3 separate regions of the Mus musculus genome follow, and all the other regions are linked to region 1. A link is a contact called in public Hi-C and promoter capture Hi-C data. All regions are on one chromosome and are shown on one strand. The core of a region is the stretch at or near the end of the contact, and the rest is flanking DNA. Distances in the headings are between cores, read along the strand shown. Region 1 overlaps Adarb2 (adenosine deaminase, RNA-specific, B2). Region 2 overlaps Adarb2 (adenosine deaminase, RNA-specific, B2). Region 3 overlaps Adarb2 (adenosine deaminase, RNA-specific, B2).

Region 1 (4,507 bases), core at 1,308-3,807:
TTTTGTTTTACTTATTATCATTTGAATGGTATTACAACAGCCACAGAAAAAAACCCCAGGTCTGTGATGTTGAACTGACGTAAATGTCCAGTGGCACACTGTAACCTCAGTGCAGTTGGACTTTCAGTGTAAGAAGCAGGTCCTGCACCGCTGCTTCCTGGTACCCACGCTACAGATCTTCCTGTCTCGATGCAGGAGCATTTGCTTTTACAAGGCGTGGGGGGGGGGGGGGGTTAGGTAGAGGGCTCACACTGGAATGATTAGTAGTTCAGCAAACATGATTGTTCTAACTGTCCTTTACATTGGAAGCAGATTGGCAAATCCACCCCCAGTCTCAGGATCTCAGGATTGAGAAGTATGCAGAGTTTAAGAAAAGCTTTCAATTCTCATCTTTAAGGCATTTAAGCAAAATGTTGCCTGAGCTTATATTGTATTTTCTTTCAATTTTAAAGATGAATACTACTTTTCTTTGTTTATAGGAAGGTTTCCTATATCAGACATGGCTCCTTACTCAGGTATAATATTTTTATGTCCTTCATATAAACATATATAACCTGTTTATTATTTTGAAAAATTAAAAGCAATATTAACTATTTGACTTTTCTATAATTTAACACAGGTGATAATAAGTTCTAACATATATTGAATTTCATAACACAGAGGGGGCAATTACTAGCTACTTTCTATCAAGAAACCAGACACAAGTGGAATTTATTCAAAGCCAATAAAAGAATAAAGTTGAATTATGCTTCTTCCTTTCATGTTCAATATCTATAACTAAAATAAAAGTAATCAAATACCCTGCATGGATAGAGAGGACCCAGGTGACTCCATTAACTCTTTATTATAAGATACACAGTTCTCCAGGAAAGAAAGTCTGCTGTTGTGCACCACATTCGTGTCTGAGAAACTAAAATTCCCTTAAAAGCCAAACAAATCAGCTCATAGGTAGCTGATTCTTGGATGTGGTTCCTGGAAAACTGGATCCACTCTCATGTTTTCAGCTGCAGATTTAGAGCTTAGAACTGCACTTTTCACTTTACTTGAAGTCATCCAAGCAGCCAGACACAACAGCCCTCAACCTCCTTTCCTTCTAACTAAAATAAAAACAGAAAGGACAACCTGAACCTGATCACTAAGCAGGGATGCCTTGGTTCCAGGCTGGCAAGGGACATAAGTAGAAACACAGGTCTGTCTGCAGGTTTGTAAATCCTGAAGGCACCTTTTCATTGGCCCTTTTTAAGGTCTCCCAAGGACCCTTTCAAACTTACGTGTATTCAAAATTTAAAAGGAATTCCCCCCGCCCTGATTTCTTCGAATTTTGAAAGCCATGTCGCTCTACTGACATTGGCGTATTAGGTGAACTATACATTAAGAGCTATAAATAAATGACTATATTTAAACAATCAAGAACTTACAGCCTATATTCCTCTGAGCGAAGGAAATCATTTAATTGAAAAATTAGGGGTTAATTTAGATTCATGTTATCTACAAACCCAAGCAGCAAGGATCAGAATTGTCAGAGCCTCAGCCAGCAGGCTCTGCTGTCTTACCTTCATTTTCTCAGGTTTTTTTTTTTTTTTCAAATTATTTTGTGCTCACAGAGAAACACATGGAAAATGGTAATGTTCAATAGTTGAACTAGTTTGCAAAGGACATTCATGGTTTTCATGGCTCACTTGGAATGTGATTTAATTTTTTTTCAAGCTGGTTAAGAGCTTTTAATATCTTGTTCATGATAAGAAAATATGCCCTTTTACAAATCTTGTTTGCAAGTCATTAGCACCCAGATTGGTCACAGTAACATATGTTTAGAAATAAAATTTATAAATTACAAAGAGTTGAGTGATCTTTTTTCATTCTTAGGGTCTTTTTAAACAGTTTTTGTTATAAAAATTCTGACTTATATTTTCTAGGAATATTAGAAAAAGATACAGAAGGATACAAAATTGATCCAATGTTTCTAGTCTTTCCTGTCTAGATTCACACATACACAAAGCAATACACATACACTCCCCCCACACAGTAACATACACATATGCACATATATGTTTTCAATTAAACACAGTGTTACCTTTCTATGTCTCAAAAATTACAGTCTCTCACTTGGCATTTCTTTATATAATACTCCTCTGAGATAGCTTTTTGTCAATAACCCTAATGCCACTATTTGGATAAGAATACATGAATCTTATACTTTTAATCTAAATTCAAGCTCACTCGTCATATCTAACGCCCTTGAAGCAATTTCAAATTACTGTTATTACATGGGTCACTAGAAACCAGAAGCTCTGATATAAATTTTTAAAAGGGAGAGAGAGAAAAGGAGAAAACCCCCTCATGCAATTAGATCCTGCCTAACGGTTGGTTTAATCAATTTGATTTTTATCCTGGAATCCAGTCTTTCCTCTTGAGCTGTCAGCGAGCGAGATAAGAGCCAGTGGTGTAGACGGGCTGTCTTTTCTCCGTTGAGATGACAGCCACACGGATTACTAAAGCATCGCCGGGGATGGAGAGCAACACGGCCGCTGCACCCTCATCCAGTGCGCAATCTTTCTATTTCATTAATTTTTCATGGAATTTCATTTCACAACAAGCTGGCGTCTGCCATCCATCTGCTCCACTTACTGTGTCCCCTTTGCCAACTTTTTATTTGCATCTCACAGCGTTCTCGGGCTGCTCCGCTCCACACCACACTACCTTGCTGAGATTCCCAATTTACTTTCGTGGATCTATCTGCCTTGTGGGGTTGTTTCCAAAAAAATCACACCCGGTCTCCCTAAACATCTGGACACCCAAGCACCCTGGAATAATAGCTCAATCTCAAGACAACTTCTTAGCTGCTGTTAGGTGCTCCAGAGAATGAGACGTTGTCTGCCAATGATCAACTCAGTCAAATAAGTGTTTGCATACCGTTTGGACACTTCCCTAAAGTCCTGTCCTAGTTGATGGGCGATGGATACTTCTCACTATAAACCGTGCCCTTCAGTTTACCTCGGATGGGTATCAATAAGTCTGTGCTAAAAGATTTTTGTTTTACATTCTCAGACACTTCAGTCATTTTACCTATCTGTATATAACAGTGGGTTGTATCTTTAAATATTCTGTTTGAAAAATTAATTTCAGGCCAGAGAGCAGATTCTTTGGGAAAATATACGAACAACAACAACAAAAGGAAAAACAGATGCACAACGCATACACACACACACAAAAAAAATGTTTGCCATTTCAATGCATAAGAATACCAAGGTGTAGTTATAAGATTATTCAAAATTATTATCCTGACAGTCTATGGTTAGGGGTTAAATTTTTACTGATTTATTTTTATGAATTACACTGATTTTAGGAGGTAGCCCTCGTGGACTACCTGCAATGGTCTGCTGCTAATAAAAATGAACAAAAAGCCTTGAATCTTCACCTTTATTTTTTTGAGGTTTCAATGAGTGCTTCGCAGTATTTACACGCTGTTATTTTCTACTGCCAGCAGCACTCATCTCTATAAAGCACTGAATAGATGAAATTATTTATAATCATTCTGCCAGGAATTATGAAATAAGTCCAATCTTTGAGCCCTCTTCACGTCCTACTGAAGGCAATACCCCAGTGGTGAGTGATGGCAGAAGATGCTCCTTATTAACCACCGTTTTGCTAACGTCTCTAATTGATACTGAAGGAGGACCGAACAGATCTATATTCTACACATCAAATGGGTTCAGGCCCCAGATTGACACATGTATAAACATGAGATGTTTTGACGGTCCTTCTCAGTATACTTTTATTTTGCCTGTGTGTGCGTCCTATAAAATGAGAAACTCACACTTCCCATTTGTCCAGGCAGTGTAAACCACTTAGATACGATTTCTAAAGAAAATCCTAACTGAAAACACCCCCTATGGAGGCCATGCCAAGATGAATAATATGAGGTCTCAACAAAAGAAGACAAGAATCATCTTTAAAGTTTTTTCTTGCAGAGAAACATGGGCTTCTGCTAGCTGACCCTGGGAGGCATGTTCTGTGACCAAGTTTCTCTGGTTTTTAGATCTTTAAAGATACGCATTACTTCTTGTGTAGTACAGTGACAGAAACCTAACCTGTGAAAGAAACCACCCCATTTCCAAGATGATGGATTGCGCTTACCAATAATCACATCCTATCATTACCACAGTTAGCCTGTAGCTAGAGTGTTTCAGTTTAGGGCGTAGACTGTTGGATAGTATACTCGACCCAAGACACCTTTTAAGCCTACACGTAGAAAATAAAGATTCTCCGGCATACTGACCAAGTGATGCTATGGTTCATTTTTTAAAATGGAGCTTGGCTGGCAGATGAGCATATGTACACTTATCATGATTCTACTTATTAACTTGTTTAATACATTAATAACATATTGATTAATGCATGAAAATGGTTTTATAGTCAGCATGTTCACTTGCTACTTAATGGCATTCCTAGAATTCCTTAATTATCTCCCATGCATGTGTGGTCCTTCATGTTGGTCAGGCTTAAA
Region 2 (4,507 bases), core at 559-3,058, 360 kb before region 1:
CCAGTCTCCAGGGGGCAGGGGCCTGGTCCCCAGGTTGCTCACATTTCGGTTTTCCTTCACTTCAGCACTGCTGGTACCTGGAGGTGAGAACAAATTAGTCATGACCCAGAGCACTGGCAGGTCACCACTAATGAGAGACATCATGGCTAATGATTGCTCTGTAAGGCTGGGGAATCCAGGTGCCTAGATCCCTTGCCATCAGCACTTCAGGCCAGGTCTGGAAAAGGTGCTGTAATGACTTTCACAAGATACAAGAGACCAGTGGGGACCATTTGCCTATTGGAGGGGGGGAGGTCCTCCGTCATCCAGGAGGTCTCAGAAAGTCAGGCTTGAGAAGACATGAGGAAGAGACAGGCAAGGCGTGTGTCCTGTGCATGTTCTCACAGTCTCTGGTTGTTAGTATGAGTTGTGATGTCGTCACCTATGAATGTCCTACCTCCTCAGTACCCATAGGCAAATGATGAGTGCCTTCCTTCCAACACCCACTGACAACCAAGAAACACTACCTTCTCAGGAGTTCTGTCATCAGGAACACATTCTAGAACTGAGATTAACAAAGATGTTCGTTGTGGTATATTGTTTTTACAGTTGAAAATGTAGGAAATACATAGCTTCCCACATTTAGAGGACTGGTTAGGTTGCAGTAGAATCCAACTGCTGAATGATAATACAACGTGATAGCCTCGTCGACTCCATGTGCTTCAACCTAAGTAAATCTCCTCTACATAGTGCTAGATGGCAAAATGGACTTGCAAAAGGAATCCACTGAGTAGGATAGAATTCATGGGTGTCTGAAGAATACACATGTTACATATTACTCATATAATCAGACTTATGAAACAACTGAGGGCAGTTATGTCACAAAGACACAGCCCCATCTCCCAGAGGAGGTGGGGGAAGGAAGGAAAAGAAATACGAGGACAAAGAATGGCTTCATTTCTACTGTGGCATTTTCTTTTCTTTTTTTTAAAGTGTGTGTGTGTGTGTGTGTGTGTGTATGAGAGAGAGAGGAGAGAGAGAGAAATGAGGGCGCAGGTGTGGGCAGGTCAGAGAACAACTTGCAGGAGCAGGAGTCAGTTTTCTCTCTCTACCATGTGGGTTCCAAGGATTGAACTCAGGTCATCAGGCTTGGTGGCCACCTTTGTCACCTCATCCATCTTGTTGATCCAACATTTTATTGCTTTTGCAAAAAGTTAAGATAGAGTAAATTTAGCAAAACTATAACTTTGTAAATATATGTATATATACATATATACATACACACATATATGTATACATGCATAGATATATCTGTACATATATTTTTACACATGCACACAGATATGTATATGTGCATATATATGTATATATGCATACACATATATACATACATATGAGTCCCGGGGCTGATCTGGCCAGGCGGAGTAATGCCCACATTTCTCTAAGCACCTCACACATGTTCTCAGGGACTGGGAGCTCTCAGCTCCGTGGCAGGTGTGAATGTGTTCTTTTTTTTTTTTTTCTCTCTTTAAGCAAGTAGAAATTGCAGGTGACGTTTCCAGTGAACCCACAGCTTCAAAAACAGACTTGACATACAGACCTGCTTCTCTTGTGCAGCTAGGAAGCTACCTATACACAACGGTAACTTAGAACTGTGAGAGCTAGACAAGTTTAAACACAATTTAAGACTAGCCACCTTGGCTAACTGTTCTCTAATAAAGTTGTTCTCTTAGAAAACCCCAGGTGTGAAAGCCACAGTGGTACTGAGCCCCCTGCTGCACTTTGCCAGGGCACGTGCTTCTGGAATGCTAAACTCAAAAATGTGTTATCCAAAGCCAAGGATTATGCCTGTGAACAGCCTGCCATCTTCTACCGATCCCTGGCAGCTTTGATGTGTTCTATTGAGTACCTAACTTTGCTACATTTCTTTTTCATTAGTCCTTAGGGAGCTAGTGGCTAGTATGGTGAACACTTTACGAGCAGATAGCTGGAAACCGAGGCTCAAGGAGTTGAAATTATTTACAGAGGTTGCCTGCTATGGCAAGTGTTTAGGTTGGGACTCAGTCCTAGGAATCTCACATTGCACTCATCCATGCAGTGGCTGTAAGTTGATTTTATGGATGCAGAATGATTGTGACATTTTCTTGGCCTTTGTAGATTAACACCCCTCCCCAGGCCATCTGGATATAATGAAGCCAAGTCTACCCCATGTGTGATGAGTCCCGGGGCTGATCTGGCCAGGCAAAATCGTGCCCACATTTCTCTAAGCACCTCACACATGTTCTCAGGAGCTGGGAGCTCTCAGCTCCGTGGCAGGTGTAAATGTGTTCTTTTTTCTCTCATTAAGCAAGTGGAAACGGCAGGTGAATTTTCCAGTGAACCAACAGCTTCAAGAACAGTGAATGCCTGGCTGGCTGTTGACACACGGACCTGCTTCTCTGCAGCCTGAAAGCTACGCAGGTTGAGACCTGCCAGAACCGCCACTGTGCTTCTCACCTCTCAGTTTATGGCATTGTTGTTGGAGAATAATGAAGAAGAAAGTACAATTTCACAGTCACAAAGGATGCCTTTGAACATCAGGTGCCTTCCCGAGGTATCCTGACGTTTGAGAATGTTCTTTTCAGCGTGCACTCTAACCTCCCTTTAGCTCAGCGCTAGCCCATCGGTCATAGCTATCACGTCTTTATAAAGAAGCCAAAACTGCCCTTTCATCGATGCTACACGTGGGGGCTCTGCGTTGAAATGGAGCTCAGGCTCTCGGTTTAATTTTCTGAGTTGTGAAATGGGCTTACTACTATATCAATTTGCTACTAAAAAGCTATTAGGATTTGGGGAGGTTAGTTTGTTCAGAAGTGTGAATCTGAGTGTTTTTTAAGGTATAACCATGCAACGTTCATTTGTTATGGATCTCAGCAAAAATAATTACCGTTTAGATAGCGAGTGCTAAATCTCAACTGTTTGTGTTAATCGTTGCGTGCTCTGGTATGCACACAGCAATGCACTCTGTCATTTAGGGCATTTCAAGCCAATGGAGAGTGTACATTAGATTAAACTGTGTGATTTTTCCCCAAACTGAACTCAAAATGGAAAATAAAGATCAAACAAAACAATTCCCAAATCCCCACATCAGATTGCCTAGAAACCTGCTTGGAGCCTTCTAATTTCTTATTGATTTCTTACAATGTGGGGATTTAATAAGTGTGCCAGTGTGATTATGGTGGCTAGCCTATCAGATGACCTCTGCTGTATCTTAGAGAATCGAACTCAGAAAACAACATTTTTGCCCTACACACTGTGAAATCCCTTTTTATTTGCTTCTCTTCTGTAACTCTTAGTATCTTGCTACTGTTGTAGATGGAACTCCTCATATAAACTTTGATTATTAGACTGGGGTATGAGTTTCTCTCTCTCTCTCTCTCTCTCTCTCTCTCTCTCTCTCTCTCTCTCTCTCTCTCTGTGTGTGTGTGTGTGTGTACATGTGCCTGTTTTGTACACAAGTGTGGAGACCAAAGGTGGATGCTGGATTTCCTTTCCAATTGACACAGGATCTTCAATCGAACCTGGAGCTTTCCAAGTTGCCTAGGCTGGATGGCCATGGATCCCCCGGTTTCTGCCTCCTGAACATTGGGGTTACAGGGCTCCCAGCACCCCACTTTTCACATGGGTGCTGGATATCAAACTCAGGTGTCTCTGCTTGTGACATAAGCAGAACCATATGAACCGCCTGCCAGCCTCTGTGAGCCTCTTCCTTAATCAATAATTAGTAGCAGTTGGTTAAAAAGAACATATATGGGTCCTTATCTTAGAACAAGTTAGGCTCTCTGGGATGACATGCTTTGGATAACCAATTCTCAGTGTCCAGCCAGAACTTTAGAGCCCATCTAGGCTTAGGTTGAGGCCTCTGTCCTGGGACCCATCAGTGGCCACTTCACAGGGTCAAGAATCAAGCAGGCAAGAGATCACATGATGCCTTTGTCCTTTGTTTAGGCATGTTGAGACCTTAGATCACTCTGTGCAAGCTTCATTTCTTTAAATGAAAGACACTGAAGATTTTATTTGTATTTGCTTCAGCAGTTGAGTGGGGATGAGTTAAGTGAATATATAAATATCTCTGTCTGTTCACTATGTATCTATTTGTCTACTGTCTATCTATCTATATCTATCTATCTATCTATCTATCTATCTATCTATCTATCTATCTATCTATCTATCTATCTATCTGGCTCAATAAAACCACCACCACAGTAGCACTTTAAAGCACAGCAGGGAAACAGTTCAGGACCCCTGCTTGTATCTGTATCCAGCTTCTCTTCATGACTATTTTATTTGCTGGTAATTTCCAGCAGTTTCCCTAGAAATCCTGGGATATTCCAGAGAGAAGGGTTAGTCGTTTTCTGATTCTCTGGTGTGCTGAATGAGAGATATTGATCTGACCATCCAGAAATGTTAACCAAAGAACAGCGCCAGCTCCCTAGGAGCAGAACAAAACACATTCCTGGTCTCTTCCTTTGCTTGACAAGGCAAATGT
Region 3 (4,507 bases), core at 974-3,473, 330 kb before region 1:
CAGTGAGGCAGAGGTTTAATTGCACCCACATATTCTAGCAAACATCTTTAATTAAACAATGAGGGCTTATGGATTAGCCTGATTGTCAGTTACACTGAGGTCAATGAGTTCCTCCCATCTCAGAGAAGAAGGCCCAGGTTTTGGTGTTGCAAAGCTGGTACACAAGGTACCATTAGTTCAAGGACTGTTGATGGTGGGGTAGGAGCCAATCAGTGGTCTCCTCTAGTCATCATGGCTCCTCCACAAAGACCAGGCACAGGTTCAGAAAGCACAGCAGAAAGATTTATACTGAAGACAGCACCACTCTGTGTGAGATGGAGTCTTACAGAGCCCAGACTTACTTTTGAACCACTCTAGGGAGTAAACTATGCATTATGGTCTCCAATTAATTTAGTGCATGTATGAATGTGTGTGTGTGTAAGAGAGGGGGGAGGGGGAGGGGGAGAGGAGCAGAGCTGTGTACCTCTGAAGGTCAGAAGCCAACCCATAGGAGTTGCCCCTCTCCTTCCACCACCATGTGGGTCCTGGGTCCTGCAGTCTACTTACTTGCTGAACCATGCCAGCCCCCCAATTTTCAGATACACATACAAACTTTGCAATGATTTCTGGGCTGGGCTGACCACTGCACATTTATACAACTTTTGGGTGTGTTCTACACTCTCATAGAGTTACACATGTAGGAGAGATCTAAGGGGGAGTTTTGCACCTTGTGTTTTAAATGCACTGTGGAAGGCTGGGGTCTATAAAATTAAAACAACTTCTTTACTGGGAAGGCTTTTTAGGGTTGGAGTTTTCTGACATCATTTGAAATATTTGAGATGGATTGAGCATGTAGTCTTTCTTAGGCCTTGGAAGGCCTTTCATGAGCATCTCAGGGCACCCACCTCTGAGAAATGCTGATGCATGGACCATCAAAAGGCCCAGACTAATGTCACTGGGACTGCCCTGAGGATATTTTCCAAGTGATGCAATTGTAAGCTTGCATTTAGCTTTGAATTGCTGAGCTTCAGACTAGGGCGACACATGGGAAACAGTCTAACTTTCTTTAAGGGCAAAAGTCAGTACCATGTGTAGAGAGGTGATCTAAACAGAGAGGGTGTATATTCTAAAGTGCTATTAATGAAGAGCATGCCGGGTGGTGGTGGCACACACCTTTAATCCCAGCACTTGGGAAGGCAGAGGCAGGCAGATTTCTGAGTTCGAGGCCAGCCTGGTCTACAAAGTGAGTTCCAGGACAGCCAGGGCTACACAGAGAAACCCTGTCTTGAAAAACAAAAACAAAAACAAAAACAAAAACAAAAACAAAAAAGAAAAAACAAAACAAAAGAAAATGAAGAGGGTGATCACCAACAGTCAGTGTAGGCCTAGTGTTTTACTAAGCCACTATGGGACAGTGGCTTTGTACAAAGTGGAGATCTGGTAGCAAACGAATGGAGGGTGTTCCACTGAGAAACAATGCTGTACAGATTTAGATTCCATGTAAAATAAAAACATTTATTTATTTGCATATGACTCAAATTATGATGATATAGTTTCACTTCCTACAGCAAACGTGAGTAGCAAGACACGTCAATCATCCTAAGACCAAGACAGCAGCAAAGGCTTCTATACAAGCGTCTGTTGTGGGATCTCCCATATTTGTAGCCTTTGCTCCTTAGTACCCATTTCCTGTCAGCAAGCAGAACTTCTCTGGGAGCACCCATTGCTGAGTTGTGGGTTACTGGTAGAGTAAGGCTCACATGCATCTCATCTCTAAGGGGAGCACTGATAATCTAAACTACTCTCTCTTCCTGATCATAAGAGACCCCAAAATTTGCAAAGTCCATAGCAAGACGAAAGTATGGAGCCCCTATTAATAAATCATTAGATATTTCAAGATGGTGGCACTAGGGCATTAATTTAAAGATGGGATGTGAGCAGGATGTATCACCTGTCCCTTGCCCAAGAAACTATTTAACTTACCTGGTGATTCTTTCATAGGTGAGCACAGGACTTAGGCTAATGAGAATCAGATGTAGAGTTCTTGATTTACGATAAACAGTCCTACTAGATGAGGTAACCAGATGAATCTGGAGTATATAACTCCAGGATACTCGACCTTTCGGTTACCAAGCCAAAAGGGAAAGAGTCAGAGGTAGGGGAAGGCTGGGCTCAGCCTGAGCCTGAACTCTGATTTCTATCCGTCATTACATTCTGATTCCAGCTGGATCTGAGTAAGCCCGCTCTCAACTCTTCAGTTCCATGAGCCAAGACCGGTTACCTAACACTTGCAACCAAATTTATTCTGACTTATGTAATTCTAATTACAAAACTTCATTTTTTTTTTTTTTAAAACCGGCTTCAAGTCCCTCACGACTAAAGCAAGCATCGAAATAGCTCCTCGGGTCATCGTAAGGACCTCGACTCAGTTATCACTGTCCTCCTCTTAGATATCGTGGAGCAGAGCATTTGCTGGATCTGGGATGAGAGTTGGAACCCCATATTGAGATGCAGAAATAATTGCTCTGCTTGGTATTGGCAAGGTGTAGGCTGGTCCCTTTCAAATTGTGATGTATTTTCTAAAGAACTCTTTTGCTACAGTAGTCAGTAAGGGGCCATTAGCATTCATTCTCACCTGATTCATGCCAGAATGAACAGACTGAGGCTGCTGCTTGGGCCAAGTTAAAATGAGCAGTCAGTCTGAAAAGTGCAGAGGCTTTGCAAAAAACACATGGGGACTGCTGCAGTCTAATAGTCTAAGGGGAAAAATGGCTTCCACAGAACTCAGCTCATTTGTAGATTAGTGATTTGGCATCTCCCTGCCTGCAGCCTGGGATCCACTCAGCATGCTATAGGCCTGTTCCCTCTCTAATCTCTTCACACTCTTTCATTTAATACAGTATTTCAGATGGAAGTCCCTCCCTCAGGCTTCTGGGCTACCCTATAAGCACCTCTATTAAGGTGATGATTGTATTGTCCTCTGCTGGTTCGGCTAGTTCACTTCCCCAGTTCATGGCTATGAGATGGCAGGATCATGTATTACTGTGACCCACTCATGGGGTTTCTGTTCCACAGGTACTGACTAGATGTGACATCTGTGGAGAGGTTTCACAACTCAGACGGCTCACAGATCCAGGTTGCAGGCTCTTCTTTGGGCTCACTGTGAACAAGAATTGGGGTCTTATTCCAAGCTGGGGGCATACACAGTTGGTGATGTGCTTGCCTTCTAAGCAAAGGGACCTGAGTGATTTCTAGTGCAATGCGAAAAGCTAAGCACAGTAGTACACGTTTCTATTATCCGCACTGTATCAGTAGACAGATCTGCATACCTAGGTCTTTCTGGCCAGTATGTCTAGCCTTTTTGGTAAATTTCGGGGACATGAGAGACTGTCTCAAAACTAAGACAAGACAAGGTAGATGACACCTGAGGAGTGACAGCTGAGATTGTTCTCTAGTGTCTAATTCCACGGGCACACACACGGACCTTCATTTCTACTAGCGCATTCAGAAGTGAGTACACATATGCATGTGCACATGCATGTGCACACACAATAGGAGAGATGAGAAGGGGGGGGGTCTTTGCTACTGGAACATTTTAGTAGTTCTGGATTAACTAGGTTGAGAAATAACTTCTGTCCAGGGAAGCCATTGTTTTCTCAATGACAAACACTGAAGGGCTTAGTTAATTAAAACATAAACTGGAGGGACAGCCCAGCTGTTAAGAGCACTTACTGCTCTTTCAGAGATCCGAGTTCAATTCCCAGCATCCACATCAGGACGTAACTGCCTATTATTTCAGCTCTAGGAGATCTAATGCCCTCTTCTGCTCACTGACAGCACCTGCACACATAGCAGACATTCACACATGCACTCGCGCATGCGCACACACACCCACACACATAAATCAAAATGAGATAAAAAATTTAAAAAGTGGCCAGTTGTTCCCAAAGGAAGATCAGCTCTTTAAGAGAAAGAAACTTCTGTCAGCTGCTGCCTTTGAACTTTGGCCATGGAGCCTAGGCAGATAGAAATCTTCACACTGAGAGCTCCACTAAATGAGCTCTTTTCTGGGTCTATCTGACTTAAGAGAATGCCCTCCCAAGCTCATCTCATGGGCTGTGTCACCAGAGCCATAACAGCAGTGTGCACCCCTAGCAGCTGCTGACAAAGTCTCCTTGAGTGTCCTGTCAGCTAAACTCTCTACAAGGACAACATGGCTGAGAGCTGGACTGTCATTGCACTGCTGGTTTTTGTTTTTTTTTTGTTTTGTGAGCCAAGGACAGCACCACCTTGAATAATTTGGGACAGGTTACGAGTTGTAGGGCATCAGCTCTGTTTCCACTGCGCTGTTATCATTGTGTAACTTGGCAGTCTAGATTTTAAATGACAGCAAGGTGGGGCTCTGCAGATGGCAGAGACAGCATTGTGCACTGCATCGGCTGGAGCTGAATCCAAACCCATTGCTCGCCAGTCCTTCCCTGCCCGTCTTGAACTACTGAAAGCTAAGAGACAGACTGCTTCAGGACAC

The links. Promoter capture Hi-C pulls out the DNA fragments that hold promoters and counts their contacts. A called contact is a pair of places that touch in the nucleus more often than the background predicts.
Region 2: a Hi-C map of cerebellum shows a contact between it and region 1, with 2.5 times the contacts expected there. The contact joins two enhancer-like sites. A contact is called at or near these places in 1 of 39 promoter capture datasets (maxillary cranial neural crest), 2 of 484 Hi-C or Micro-C datasets (cerebellar granule neurons and cerebellum) and 1 of 9 other capture datasets (embryonic stem cells).
Region 3: a promoter capture Hi-C map of hippocampal neurons shows a contact between it and region 1, with 9 times the contacts expected there. The contact joins two enhancer-like sites. A contact is called at or near these places in 4 of 39 promoter capture datasets (cranial neural crest, embryonic stem cells, hippocampal neurons and 1 more), 1 of 484 Hi-C or Micro-C datasets (cortical neurons) and 1 of 9 other capture datasets (adipose tissue).

The regions. Positions count from the first base shown.
Region 1 is chr13:8,205,586-8,210,092 of GRCm38.p6, reverse strand. The region is part of intron 1 of Adarb2 (adenosine deaminase, RNA-specific, B2); the gene reads right to left. Among named protein-coding and RNA genes, the nearest start is that of Adarb2, 5.0 kb to the right of the region's middle. Within about 2 kb of position 2,557, at least 6 of the 459 cell types and tissues checked have an H3K27ac peak or open chromatin away from gene starts, as enhancers often do. A contact at or near this core is called in cerebellum and hippocampal neurons, where this site is marked.
Region 2 is chr13:8,565,237-8,569,743 of GRCm38.p6, reverse strand. It overlaps Adarb2 (adenosine deaminase, RNA-specific, B2), which reads right to left. Exons shown (of 10, transcript NM_052977.5): 3 at 1-77. Among named protein-coding and RNA genes, the nearest start is that of Wdr37, 300 kb to the left of the region's middle. Within about 2 kb of position 1,808, at least 2 of the 459 cell types and tissues checked have an H3K27ac peak or open chromatin away from gene starts, as enhancers often do. A contact at or near this core is called in cerebellum, where this site is marked.
Region 3 is chr13:8,536,772-8,541,278 of GRCm38.p6, reverse strand. The region is part of intron 1 of Adarb2 (adenosine deaminase, RNA-specific, B2); the gene reads right to left. Among named protein-coding and RNA genes, the nearest start is that of Wdr37, 330 kb to the left of the region's middle. Within about 2 kb of position 2,223, at least 7 of the 459 cell types and tissues checked have an H3K27ac peak or open chromatin away from gene starts, as enhancers often do. A contact at or near this core is called in hippocampal neurons, where this site is marked.